2 separate regions of the Gasterosteus aculeatus genome follow, and region 2 is linked to region 1. Evidence: chromatin contacts called from public Hi-C data. All regions are on one chromosome and are shown on one strand. The core of a region is the stretch at or near the end of the contact, and the rest is flanking DNA. Distances in the headings are between cores, read along the strand shown.

Region 1 (6,317 bases), core at 576-3,075:
GTTTTCCTAGTTGTCTCAGTTAAACTGAAAGTCAGTTTCTATGGAAAAAAGGTTAAAAAAAACCTAAAACATCCTGTTAATTTTGTATTGCTGTTTTCTTAAATGGTTGTTGTCTGTCTTCACAACCTGCACACCTTGTCCTTGGTCTCAGTGTAATTGGGGAATTGATTGAAAAAACTTAACAGGTGGCGCATAGAGTAGACAGGGTGCGCCAGTAACCGCAGGGCTGGCCGTTGGAAACCTTGGCTGGAACACATCACGTGTTGAAGGTGTCCCTGAGCAAGACACCTAACCTCTAACTACTCCCCGGGAGCCTTTATGTCAGACATTGCTCCCACTGTGTGGGCTGGGTTAAGTGCAGAGAATGATTTACCCACAGGGATTAATTAAGGATACTGTCTTCTTTTAACAATCAAATCACCACAGTCTAATGCGTGTGCTTAAAAATCCAAACTCAGTTTAATGACTTTGTATATATATATATATATATATATATATATATACACACACACACACACACACACATTATATATATATATATATATATATATATATATATATATATATATATATATATATACATACATACATATACATATTTATATATTATTCCTACAAATACATAGTCTCAGCACAGAAAAACGTCCACTTTCCTTAGTAAACCAAGAAAGCTAGAAATATCCTACATTAAAAAAAAGGACAAAGACGAACCATTTTGACAAAAGAAAAATCACAGAAAATGCATGAATAAAACATTCAAATGAAAAAAAACAACAACATCCTGTACAAACACAATGGCCCAATAATTTAAGAAAATAGTGTCTCTAAAACGTTCATATTGCTTTGTACCTCCACTGACCGGGCAAAGCCGTTCCTGTTTAACACCGGGTAGATCGGAGGGCGCCAAATCACAGGGGCTGATGTCACTCCGGAGGTCATGGGGTCAAGCTGCAGCCAGTGGCATGCAGACGTAGCAGAAGAGAATCAGTCCTGTTTGTGTTTTTTTGTTTCCTGTGTTCTCTTCTTCTCTGATTATTTTGGCAGTAACAATACAAAGACAAGAAATGGTCACACTACTACAGTACTGCACTCCTTATGAAACCAAGGATGTTTTTACTGTTTGTTGTAGTTTTACCTTTATTACTCTCTACAGCATTATTACTAGAACTATCACCATCACAGATACACAGTGTGCATCGTGTGTTTGTGTGTGAGAATGGTTCGCCCAGCTGTGTGCGTGTTTGTGTGTCTCTGTGTATTGCCGTATCAGTGTTCAGTGCTCAGGGCTTGTCTTCTTTAGGAAGAGTCAGTAGCTTGGGGTTGGCGTTGGGGTTTGGCGAGCTTCCGTCTTGTCCCGAACCCTCACCAACTCCCATATCAAAGGAGTCCTTGGAGTCACTGGAAGGCGCTCTCCTCCTCAGGCAGGTGTCCCTGTTGGGCAGAGGAGGGGGCATTCCTAAACCTCCCATCCCCATGCCCGTGTAGAGGCCCTCCTGTCCGTCAGGGGGGTCCACAGAGATGCAGGGCGGACTCATCTTTTTCTTATGTCGGGGGGAGGGCAGCAAGGTCGGAGTGGGGTTCTGGCTGTGGATCTGCAGACTATTGGCACGCGACACGAAGCTAGCGGAGGTGGACTTGGTTGTGCGATGGGGGCTGGAGTCGGCCGAGGAGCCCGCCTCAACAGAGTTACATTGTAGGTCGTCCAACCAGGAGTAAGGGCGGGGGCGAGGCGGCGGGGCGCTTGGGCCGTGCTCCTCAGCGCTGTGGAACCTCTTCAGCGGCCTCAGGCTTGGACTCCGGCTCTCCTGGCAGCCCGCATAGCTGCTGTAGGCCTCAGTGACCCCGTCGCCTCTGGCCTCCGTTGTGAGGTCATCGCTGACGGCCAACGCTGTATTGGTAATGAGGGACACTTCCTGATCCACCGAGGCCTCCTCCTGTTGGCGTGGCCTGGCTGGTAAGAGCGGAGGAGGCGAGGGGAAGGTAGGGAGATGGGAGGCGAGGCAGTGCTGGTCATGAAGCTGGGTGTGCACGCTGCTGGGACGTGAGGGTTTGGGGAAGGCGCCGGGTTTGGCGGGAACCCGGCACAGAGCAGGCTGCTGATAATGATGGGAGCATGGGGAGGGAGAGGTGCAGGGGGATGGAGGGAGGCCCAGAGAGGCCACATTCACAAGTCCTTCATTGCTCTCCCTTCCGTCTGAGCACAGGGCCTCCTGAGAATCAGTAGACACTGCGACCTACAAAACGAGGCATGTGGAGGCAGAGAGAAGGGTGAGGAGTTGGAGGTAAATGTGCGGTGAAGAAATGAAGAAGGAGAAGGGGGAATTGCGAGGGTACAGGGATCATGGGAGGTGAGAGGGGTGAGAGGTGATGAGGAGGAGAAGCAGTAGTTTGGGTCAAAGGTTACTATGTACTTCTCAATGGCAACTTTGGCATTGTTTTATCAATTGGCCTTGAAATAATTCTGTTGCCAGTATATTGTTTTCTCAAATCTGCTTTAGTATCATTTTGAATGACTCCTCCATACGTTTCTCTGTGCTCACCTTAGGTGTCTGTTCGACATATAACATGTCCCGTCAGGGACTCATTTATTTTAAAAACGTTTAACAAAAGACAACCAAATCCTCCTGTTCATGTTCATGTCAGAAACAATAATTATTCCGAGGGGAGTAATATTTTTGATAACCTTTAATCAGGCTGGTGGTGCTCTTTGAAGGTTCACAATGACTTTAAAATGACAACTTTAACTTAAACCCCTCAGAACACTCTCAACGTCATGAATAATAATAATTTCTTCCCTCCATTTTTGGTGTGTAAAGGATTATGAATGGGATCAGAAATGAAATTGAACTAATTAATTACTAACTAAGTTTGGTTTAAATGTAGTATGTCACAGGGGGTCGGTAGTAGGTAACAACTGACTATTTCCATGTCAGAAGCTCCGTTTATTTTTATCATCAGTAAAGTTTTGACTCCCTTTTTAGTTGTTGCGGTTGACAAATCAGATTAAGTGGTGGCTAACACAGTGAACTCAGAACCAGACCACCTAACCCCTTAACTTTTGACCATTTGCTCAACACCCTGTAACTCGATGGCGGCACAGTTATCCAGTTAAATTTACAACCAAATTCTGATCAGTGTTTGCGCGCTGTCATCTCTGAACCAAACTGTCCACAGGGTGTGAGGCCGTTAGCCAGAGGGTAACCATAACATGCAACTACTGTAGAAGCTTTAGTAAGCACCATGGTCACTTAAACTGATAAAAAATGTTCCTTACAAACTAGAATATGTAAGAAGGACCAAGCGAGGCATGCATGAGGTTAAGGGGCACAGCACTTTGAGAAATGTTTGAACTCAATGGTGTCCCTGCCTCAGTCTGAGCGGTGGGGCCACAGAGACACCTTGTGGTCAAAGATATCACAGGCCAGAGCAATCAACAGCCACAGCGGTATAAAACACAGAGTAACAAATCACTGTGTCACACTTTTTTAAGCAATATCGGGTTAAGTCCATTAACTACTGTACTGGAGTCAACCATTATAGAAAGTCCACAAGTGCTTTATTACTCACAAAGGCATTTGGACAGCACTGGTTGTCTGTTCTGTGGCAATCCCCTGAGTTGTTTAGTTTGCAATGTAGCAAGTGCACTGCATTGTGGGTTATTGTCCAAGCCAAATGGCATCTTTGTCAGGCTTGAATGCATTCTATCAATTAGCTACCGGATCCACTGACGCAATGCTACACGTAGCTCCTGCTGCTCATATAAGAGTAGAGAAACATTCATAAATCCGAAGTCCCAGTAAGTTGTCGTACCGGCAGAGCAATCAGAGATTTAGATGCTTTGTGCCTGATGGTTAGCAGGAGACACAGAGCAAAAGAGTGACAGAGGGGAGAAAAGGGGAGGGAAGCCTGTAAGTTAAAAGGGTTAGAAGACAAACACAGAGTCCATTGTTTCTGAAAGGCCCAATGGTGGCTGAACTATGTGGTTTGTTGCTGTTTCAGAAGCAGGAGTATCTGTGATTGAGCAGCAGCTCAGGGTCTGGCAGCTTTTGGGCCCAACTGAGTTGAGATCAGAAAGTAGCAGATACCCTCAGGACAAGGAGGCGGCATATAATCAATAACATATAGAAGGAAGAAGGGCAGACAAAAGGGTGGGAAGTTACACTGTTGAACATGCAACAAGGAAAGAGATTTAGGAAGGCTCTGAACCAATTTATCTCTGCAACAGGGTGTCACTGCGGATCCCCAGAAAGGCGAGTGAGGAAAAATTAGTTCAATTTTTTAAGACTGATCTGATGTGTTTTGTCTCTTGTATTTAAAATGTAATAACACATGAAAAAAGGTTTTGCTAGAATAATCTTTTTTAGTTACGTATTTCATTTTCATCTGGGGTACGGGTTTTAAAAGAGGGTTTTTGCTTGTGTTAATCACCTGTCAGTGTTTATTTTTGTAACACTAATTCCGGCGACATGTGGATGAATCGCACAACCAATCCAACCTGCTTGTTTTGGTTCATTAATAATTATTAAAATGAATACCCTTTTAGATTAAACACATGTGAGTAATGTAAAATAGCTGGTTAACACACAATTTATGTATCTTATGCATCAAGTGCATGAGAAACTACAACTCATTCTTGAGTCCTATTTAGAACATGAAGCAGTGGTGCACTCCAGCCTCTTGTGGCCACATTGAGTATTACATTAACATCGATCCTCACAAAAAACAAATCAACTGCTAATTTCTTTTTTAACTATTTAGTTGAGATCTTTGTTTCTGACTCGCCTCTCCGGGCTACAGCAGCACCGCAATTGTTGGGAAAATCCAAGATTTAAATAGTTTTTGCCAGAAGTTTCATCCCATACAGTACAGACATAGACAGGTGAGAAGATCATAGAAAGGTATTTGGAAGAAAATTGAAAATATGACACAGTGTGATTTAGTCACCTGTCTGTGGAGCGTTCGGCTAAACGTGTGCGCCCGTCTGGGAGGGGGAAGTCGTGGTATGCTCTCCGAGTCGGAGTGGCCGATGGGGCTGATGGTCCTGAAGAGGTCTGCAGGGACGTTCAGCTGCTGGGAACGCTCCTCTGGCTGGGAACGCACTGAGCTGCTGGAACCTGCACAGAATATGAGATGACAACAGAGCAGCTAGAGCTGGTGTGTCGTGAAGAAACGGCTTCTTCTTTGGTTTATGTCGCCTTGCATCGAGGTAAAAATGCAAAATGTAAAAGTGTTACAAAGCCTCTCATGTCTGTGCTCATACTTATTCATTCCAAAAGAGAAAATAGGTGTTGTGTTCTGTCGCAGGTGTAAGTTTACATTTGTTGTGAGTTTCATTTGAAGTGAAAGAAATACCGTGTAAATGAGTACCTGATTGGCTCCTGTGGGTTCCTAGTATGCGCTGAGGCTCCTGTGTCTGTGCTGGAGTCGGGGCTGCGTTGCCAACTGGCTGCAGGGGAAGGAACATGTAGCTATCGTTGGGCAGGGAGTGTGTACGTCCCACCACAGGCTTCCTGACACTCAGCAGGTTTTCCTCCAGTGGCTCCACAGGATCGAGCTGCTCCGGCTGGGGAAAGAGACAAGGGAGTCAGGATCCCTCCGGAGCCGGATGAATCGGGCCTTCTCTCCAACTCAGAGGACTTTCACTTTCTGTTAAACACGTTCACGGGTGACACCATGTGAGCAAGGAGCAACAAACAGGATCTTTACGCGTTGCACCCGACCGGCCCACAGCGGCTACAGATCACACAAACGACACCGTAAACGACTCAAATAAATTTTTTCTTTGGATTTTTAGGCCCAAGACAGTGACTGTAACAGACCCCCCAGCCATGTCACGTGAAGTAAGCCCGCTCCGTGACAGTGTGTCAGCTGGAGCAGTCTGAGCCAAAACACCACCGGTTGACATTCATCAACAGAGCTGCTGGAGCTTTACACCCTAGTGGCACACAAGGCAGGAGTAGAAACTAGCACAAAGCCAAAGGACGGAAGAAGAGGGCAAACACAGAAGAAGACTGATAGGAGAAGACCATGAGACTCACATGTAAAGCAAATAGTGAGAGACGCCAGAAGGAAAATTAAGCGATAAGAGAGTCATAGGAGAGAAAACGGCAAACTTGCAGGTGAGCAGGCGAACTACTCTACTAGACTGGAGAGTAACACACATCGGGCTGGAAAGGTGGAACGACAAAAGGAAGAGAAAGTTGGAGGCCACATGGTTTTATGGACCAGGGTCTTTCAACGCCTCTTGCCACTTTACTTCTTTACTATCCTACTTATTTTTGGGTGGGGTTTTGCCAAGGTGACAATGGCCCTCTCTT
Region 2 (6,081 bases), core at 1,648-4,147, 130 kb before region 1:
CTCAGCCAGCCTCCTGCCTGGGAACAACGACTCGTCCTCGGTCGTCCTGGAGACCACACGGAGCAAAATCCTGTTATCCCGAGGGAGTCACACTATACAGTTACAGTGCTGTGTTAATGAAACAATGGCTGGCCTCACCTCCCCATGGCCTCTGCCTCCACTGAGGAGATACCCAGTGTCTCGGCTACTTTGCTCTGAGCCTCAGGGCTGAACTCACCGAGGCTGAGCGTCTGGAGACAGGCCGCCAGCGACGGGAGGCCCACGTGCATTAGCTCGCACAGCACCGACAGGTGGTCGTACCTGAAAGTGGGCGGAATTGCAGATTACGTAAAGCTCTCTTTTAAAAAAAAAGCAAATGAAACATCACAGGATTTCTGGGTTAGACCGTAACAACTTTAAAAATCAGAGCCACGGAAGCTTTACTATGGACCCGCTTCCCCATTCACACGTACACAGATGTGCAAAGTCAGGAAGAAACTGAAAAGAATACTTGCCTCTGCCAGCCTGTGATGGCGATGCCCTGCAGGTTTACGGCGGCAGATAAAGCAGCAGCCACCTTCAGCCACTGCACATGATTATCCACATGCCTCTGCGTGCTGGGCACACAGGTGTGCACACTGGTGGAGCCTTTGAAGGAGCTGGCCGCCCACAGGTCGGACATACCGGCACGGCAGTACTTCTCCAGCAGAGACACTGGGCAGCATGGAATAAACATCACTAGCAACACGTTTGTGTCAGCGTATTACAGTCCAATGTTTGAGTACTAATTTTCACAGCATACGGTTCCCTACCAGTTGTGTCCACATCAAGATTTGGGGTGTAGTCCCACAACATGGGCTGGACCAATACCACTAGGCCACTAGCTGTCACATGGATTAAAAAGAGCTCAGTGAAAACAGTCTAATTAAGACACGTTGGAGTGCAAGGATACTTAAACAAGGGGATGTTCTAAATATTGGACCTGAAGGCCACAAGTTGCAGCATAAGGAAAAGTCTCATTTTTCACTATTTCTGGATATTGGATTGTTGTCATTAGATTTGTAGCTGTTATTATCCACCCATATTGTATGTTTGTTACTGCAAGTAAATTAAGTAAGAAGGGATTAACTATTATATTACTGGATGGAGCATGTAAATGTAGCATTTACTATTATGCATTTAGACTGCAAAGGTGCCTCTGTGCTTTTAAAACCACACCAATGTTATTCAGATATCACTGCTCAAGAGGTTTATTGGGGGGAACCAGTACCTTTTAGTGTGTCCTGGCTCATGCCTCTCATCATATCATCCCACATTATGATGGTCATGTCTGGCCACGCCTCTTTGATGGCTTGAGCCACCTTGGTCACATGACTTAGGAAAAGCTGCTCCACAGTACGTCCGGGCGAAGCCAACCAGAGCTTGGACTCCTCCCCCTCGCCAAGCATGTACACCTTAAAGGATGATACAAAGAATAAGTGAAGAAATGGTGTCGCAGGCCGCCGTAACTGTCTGACAAGACACCAATCCGTACCTCATCTGCTCCGATATGCAATGCATTTAAGCCTGGATGTAGCTCCACCACTTGCCTCAGCATCTCCATCACCAGCCTCACCCCTTCTGTTCGGTGGGGATTCAGGGTGCTCACACACGGCGCCATCTCTCTCAGGCTCCACATGGGTCGATGCTTCAGCACGAACTGTAACAGAAGACGGACACTGAGCGGTGAACAGCAAACAGTGATGTTGAACACCGACAGAAAAGGTTGCACTAATGGCCAATAAAACCAGTTCCAAACCGGATGTCCGACTCACCTCCATGTGGCCAAAGGTCTGCACAAGTGGGATGACCTCCATGCCCTTAGATTTGGCAAATTCCTGCATCGACAGGACCTCCTCTCGGCTGAGAACAGTACAAGCGGTGCACAGACATTGAACTCCCTGAACCTAAACCTTCTTTTACAACAACCTGGACTTGCACATTACGTTTTATCTCATCATCCCAAACAACGATTATTATTGTATTGCATGATCTCACAGCATGACGATGAACGAGCACATACAAATACACCCAGCCACTAAATCTGGAATGAAACCGACAGCGTCCAGGCGTTCCCGTCCCAAACTACACCTGTAAGGTGGCTGGGCTGTTGCCTGCAGCAGCTTCAGGTCCCCATCATAAGGGAACATGTCCTCATACTCCACCAGCAGGCCGTCGACTCCCAGCTTGGAGAACAGCTCGATCAGCTAAAACACACAAAGTGGATTTCTTCATAAATAGTTACAGTGGTGCAGCAGATTACAGAGGGAGCGTCTGTGTCCTCACCTTGAGGAGGTATTCCAGCCTGGGGGGGGCACCTTTCAAATCCAGGTGGACCAGTTTCTTTCCCTTAGGCCACGGTGGACTCTTCATTCTGCCGATTACAGACTGCAAGCACGGATATAGCGTCATAGTAATGGTGAACGGAGGGGGGGTGTTAATGAACACTTGATCGATCTTTTGTTTGACTCACCGGGACCACGGACACCAAGCCAGGGCCAGAGAAGGGGTATCAGAGAGGACTGGTCCTCCTACGAGGATGTTATTGTTGTGAGGCAGATCAACCTTTGTTTCAGCACAAGAAACGTCCAGCGCTTCCAGTCGTTCCAACGTAAACACACGGTGTCGGTAATCGATTAGTTTGGTCTCCGAGGGCAAAGCAATGGATAGAAGCACGCACGCTATATGCTGTAAAATGTCTTCAAAACCTTCGTAAAACAGGCTGGAGAATACACAGAAATAGCGAACAGCCCAAATCATCTGTCTTTTGCTTCTACTACGCACCGAGAGTGGAACTCAGTTGGACCAGTGCGCGGACCAATGAGAGCATCGCTTTCTCTTCCGGGGAGCCAATGGGTTCGCGGGCACGCGTGTACGAGGAAGTGTGGAGGGATTCGGGCGCTGGGACGAGCTGTAAGCGGGTGACACGGTATGGTTAGTAGAGGCCAGAATAACCGTGTATGACGGCAAGTTAGTTAAGGCTCCGTAGCAAGTGTTTGGGGTCAAAATGGCGCTGGTGCGAATGAGGAACACACAAGGCGCGAATGCCACAGAGATAGAGAAGAAAATTAAAAGGTGAGTGAGCGGAACGACGCTACTGTGCTGCATGTGTGCAGGCTGGTGGGTGTGCCAGTGAAGTGACGTCACCGGGAACGACGGGGGGGTGACCCTTAACTAGGACCTGATAGACAAATTGAAACTATAGCTAATGTAAAATAAAGTCTTCAAAGAGAACGAATTGTATACGTGCTACTACGTAATGTGCCTTGTCCTCTATCATTACCTGAATATTTGACTTATTTGATTGTCTCTCTAGTTTTTTTGTTAATGAAATTTTTTAACCAATTTTATGATTTCTTAACCTTAGATCAATATTGTTAACAAATCACACAAAATTGACGTACGGGCTAAAGTAAATTGATAGTTGCATGAATACCAGGGAAATGCATATAGTTTATTAATGATGACACAAATAGATATATAAACCTCTTCTATTCCTCTACTATTTCTAATTTTACTCATTTCGTTGTTGTTGCTTTTCTACTTCTATTTAATTCTGTAAGTTAACTTTTCTCTACTGTTTCTCTCTATGTCTGTATGTTATACGTGACCTTTTAAATGGTAAAGTTTAAAAACACAATCATGAGGGGCCTAATGATTGTTGAACCTCTCTTTTCTGACTTACTCTCACAACAAAAGGATATTTTTAAGTTTTTCTTTCCTACAATCCGCTGATTTGTGTGGCTTTTGCTGTTATACTACTTTCACCTGGAGAAGCAGAAACTGGGCTTCTAACTATTAATGAACTTTAGCTCGCTATTTCAATATATTCTACTTTTGCTAGTGTAGCTTTCAAATTGTAACAACTGACTGAGGTTTGTTGGTGGTGTGTACTGAACAATTGGCTTATGAGAAACTGGTTTATTTAATTTTTTTCTGACAATCAATTTAGTAAGATTACATATTGAGTCCTTAAAAATGTCAAGATGTTCTTAGTGCAATCAAAATGTCCCATTGTGCTTGTGTATCGTGCAGAGGCAATGCGCTGCGGCAGGGGTCGGCGTGGAGGGGCTCCCGAGGGCTCGTGGCGTTGCTGTTGTTCGCCGTGTCCGTGTGCGGAGCGGCCGTGTGGCTGTACGTGACCTTTCTGGACAGCGACGTCACAGAAACGTTAGTCCGCCAGGGCGAGCTGGTCTCCCCCCGGCCCAGATTCTTCCCCGTTCAGTGCTCTGAGGACTACGACAACCACAAGCGCTACCCAGGTGAGGCTCCGCTGCACTTTATCAGGTGGTCAGCCGACACCTCCCTGCTGTGTAAATACGACCGGGCCGAGATAAAGCCACGTCCGCTTGATAAAAAAACAAATGGCTGCTGGATTCTCACTCAGCAGCACAAACACAGTACGGCTGGTAGAGTTTGTAGTCCATCATCCACAGTGGCAGTTAAACATTTATTGATGGTTTTGATAATACGGATGATACGGATACCTGACATAGCCTTTGATTTCTAATCAATCGCTGGTCACAAATTATAAGGTTTAAAAAAACAGTTCTCAAACATACTATCAGATGGAATTTCCTACGTTATATTGTCATTCAAAAATTATTAATACCAAAATTGGAACTTAAAGAGTTGAGAAAGTCTTTGAAGTTTCATTCAAACTATTTTCCTCCTCATTCCTGAAAGTGTGAAACCGCATAGTAACGATCCCCTAGATGGCGACGACGCACAAGACGAGCCCGATGTTTCTGTAACTGCTGCAGCAAACAAGCAAATTCTTACTGCTCATCTTCACACACACCGTTATCTGTTGAAGTGATACACGCTTCACTGTGTCACTTCAAGAAACAAGACTGTATATCCAGATAAACTATGAATGCAAAAAAGTGATCCAAATTTAAGACTAAGAATGACATAACATGGAGAAATAAAAAGATAAGCATCGTTTTTTCTCCCATTGCCGTGGAAATTTAAATTGACTGTTACAGTCTGGGAAATGGAATATATCAGTTTTCTTTCTTGGTTATTCTGTCATAGCAAGGTTTTTTTAATCATTCTTACACATCTTTTACATAGCGATCTCTCATCCGTTTCATTATTTATTGGGTTGAGAGTTTTGTGCTTCTCCAGATTAAAAAGAAGTTCCTTCTCCTTTCATGTCTTTTTGTTCACATGATATATCTAAAAGTTTTGCTGGATATTTATTTATTCATCCCCATTCTTGGCATGAATGTGATGTGTGATGAATATATTAACGTGAATTTGTACTTGCTCATTTCTGAGCAAGTACTAGGGGACATGTTTTTGTGAACAGACTTTCCGCCGTTAAAAGAATAACTCAAGAATTTGTCCTATTCAGCCGGGTTTGTTAAAGGCAAAAAAGAGACTGTACTATGGGAAATATATATGATTTTGTGTTTGATTTCTGTCCTTTTTATTTAACCTTGTGCTGCTCTAGTCTCACTGTAAAATCAACATTGAGACCACACATGTTCACACTATAATGTCCCCCACCTGTAATGTAAAAGGGCTCAGTTCACAGCACATTCACTTCTTCTGGTTGCAAGGTACATTTTGCAATATTTACGTTACAAACAATTTTAGCTCTGAGAGTAAAGGTGAGCACGAAAGTGGTAGAGAAAAAGGAAATATATTTGGCTCCGTTAGTGGAATTGTTGCTCTTGTGCTTCCCTCTAGCTCACTTTAATGTAGACCTCTCCTGATGGGCGGCATAAATATGTCCCTCTAATCTCCCGTGAAATGTGATACAGTCCTTGGTATAAAGAAGAAAACAAATTAGAAATTTGTCTTATGAACCACTGCTTGGAGTTCAAACGATACGACTCCAGTGTCAAAGAGAAACACAGCAGGGAGGTGGGCAGCACATTCTAATCATCACGCTTTTCTCTCCTCCTGTTACAAAGCCCAGAGCCTTCGATACACCGCCGGCTGCTCCCTCCCCTTTGTTTTTTGTTTTTCTGAATCCTGCCCTCACGTGTGTCTGTCTCCCAGGATGCACCCCTCAGAGGTGTGGGCGCGCCGTCACGGACAGCGTGGTGACGA

The links. Hi-C and Micro-C count contacts between places; a contact is called where the count stands out from the background.
Region 2: a Hi-C map of skeletal muscle shows a contact between it and region 1, with 2.3 times the contacts expected there. The contact joins the promoter of ogfod3 here to the enhancer-like site in region 1. A contact is called at or near these places in 2 of 6 Hi-C or Micro-C datasets (both in skeletal muscle).

Annotation. Positions count from the first base shown.
Region 1 is chr5:6,032,484-6,038,800 of fGasAcu3.hap1.1, reverse strand. cacna1g (calcium channel, voltage-dependent, T type, alpha 1G subunit) reads right to left here. Exons shown (of 34, transcript XM_078102772.1): 32 at 5,368-5,563; 33 at 4,945-5,114; 34 at 1-2,234. The coding sequence ends at 1,281. Among protein-coding and RNA genes, the nearest start is that of uts2r, 20 kb to the left of the region's middle. Within about 2 kb of position 1,825, at least 1 of the 9 cell types and tissues checked has open chromatin away from gene starts, as enhancers often do.
Region 2 is chr5:6,160,438-6,166,518 of fGasAcu3.hap1.1, reverse strand. ogfod3 (2-oxoglutarate and iron dependent oxygenase domain containing 3) reads left to right here and starts at 2,897. Exons shown (of 9, transcript XM_040176309.2): 1 at 2,897-3,093; 2 at 4,054-4,280; 3 at 6,031-6,081. The coding sequence starts at 3,026. It overlaps hexd (hexosaminidase d), which reads right to left and starts at 2,633. Exons shown (of 11, transcript XM_078102774.1): 1 at 2,492-2,633; 2 at 2,305-2,406; 3 at 2,110-2,225; 4 at 1,569-1,881; 5 at 1,250-1,433; 6 at 792-863; 7 at 495-693; 8 at 139-300; 9 at 1-46. The coding sequence starts at 2,391.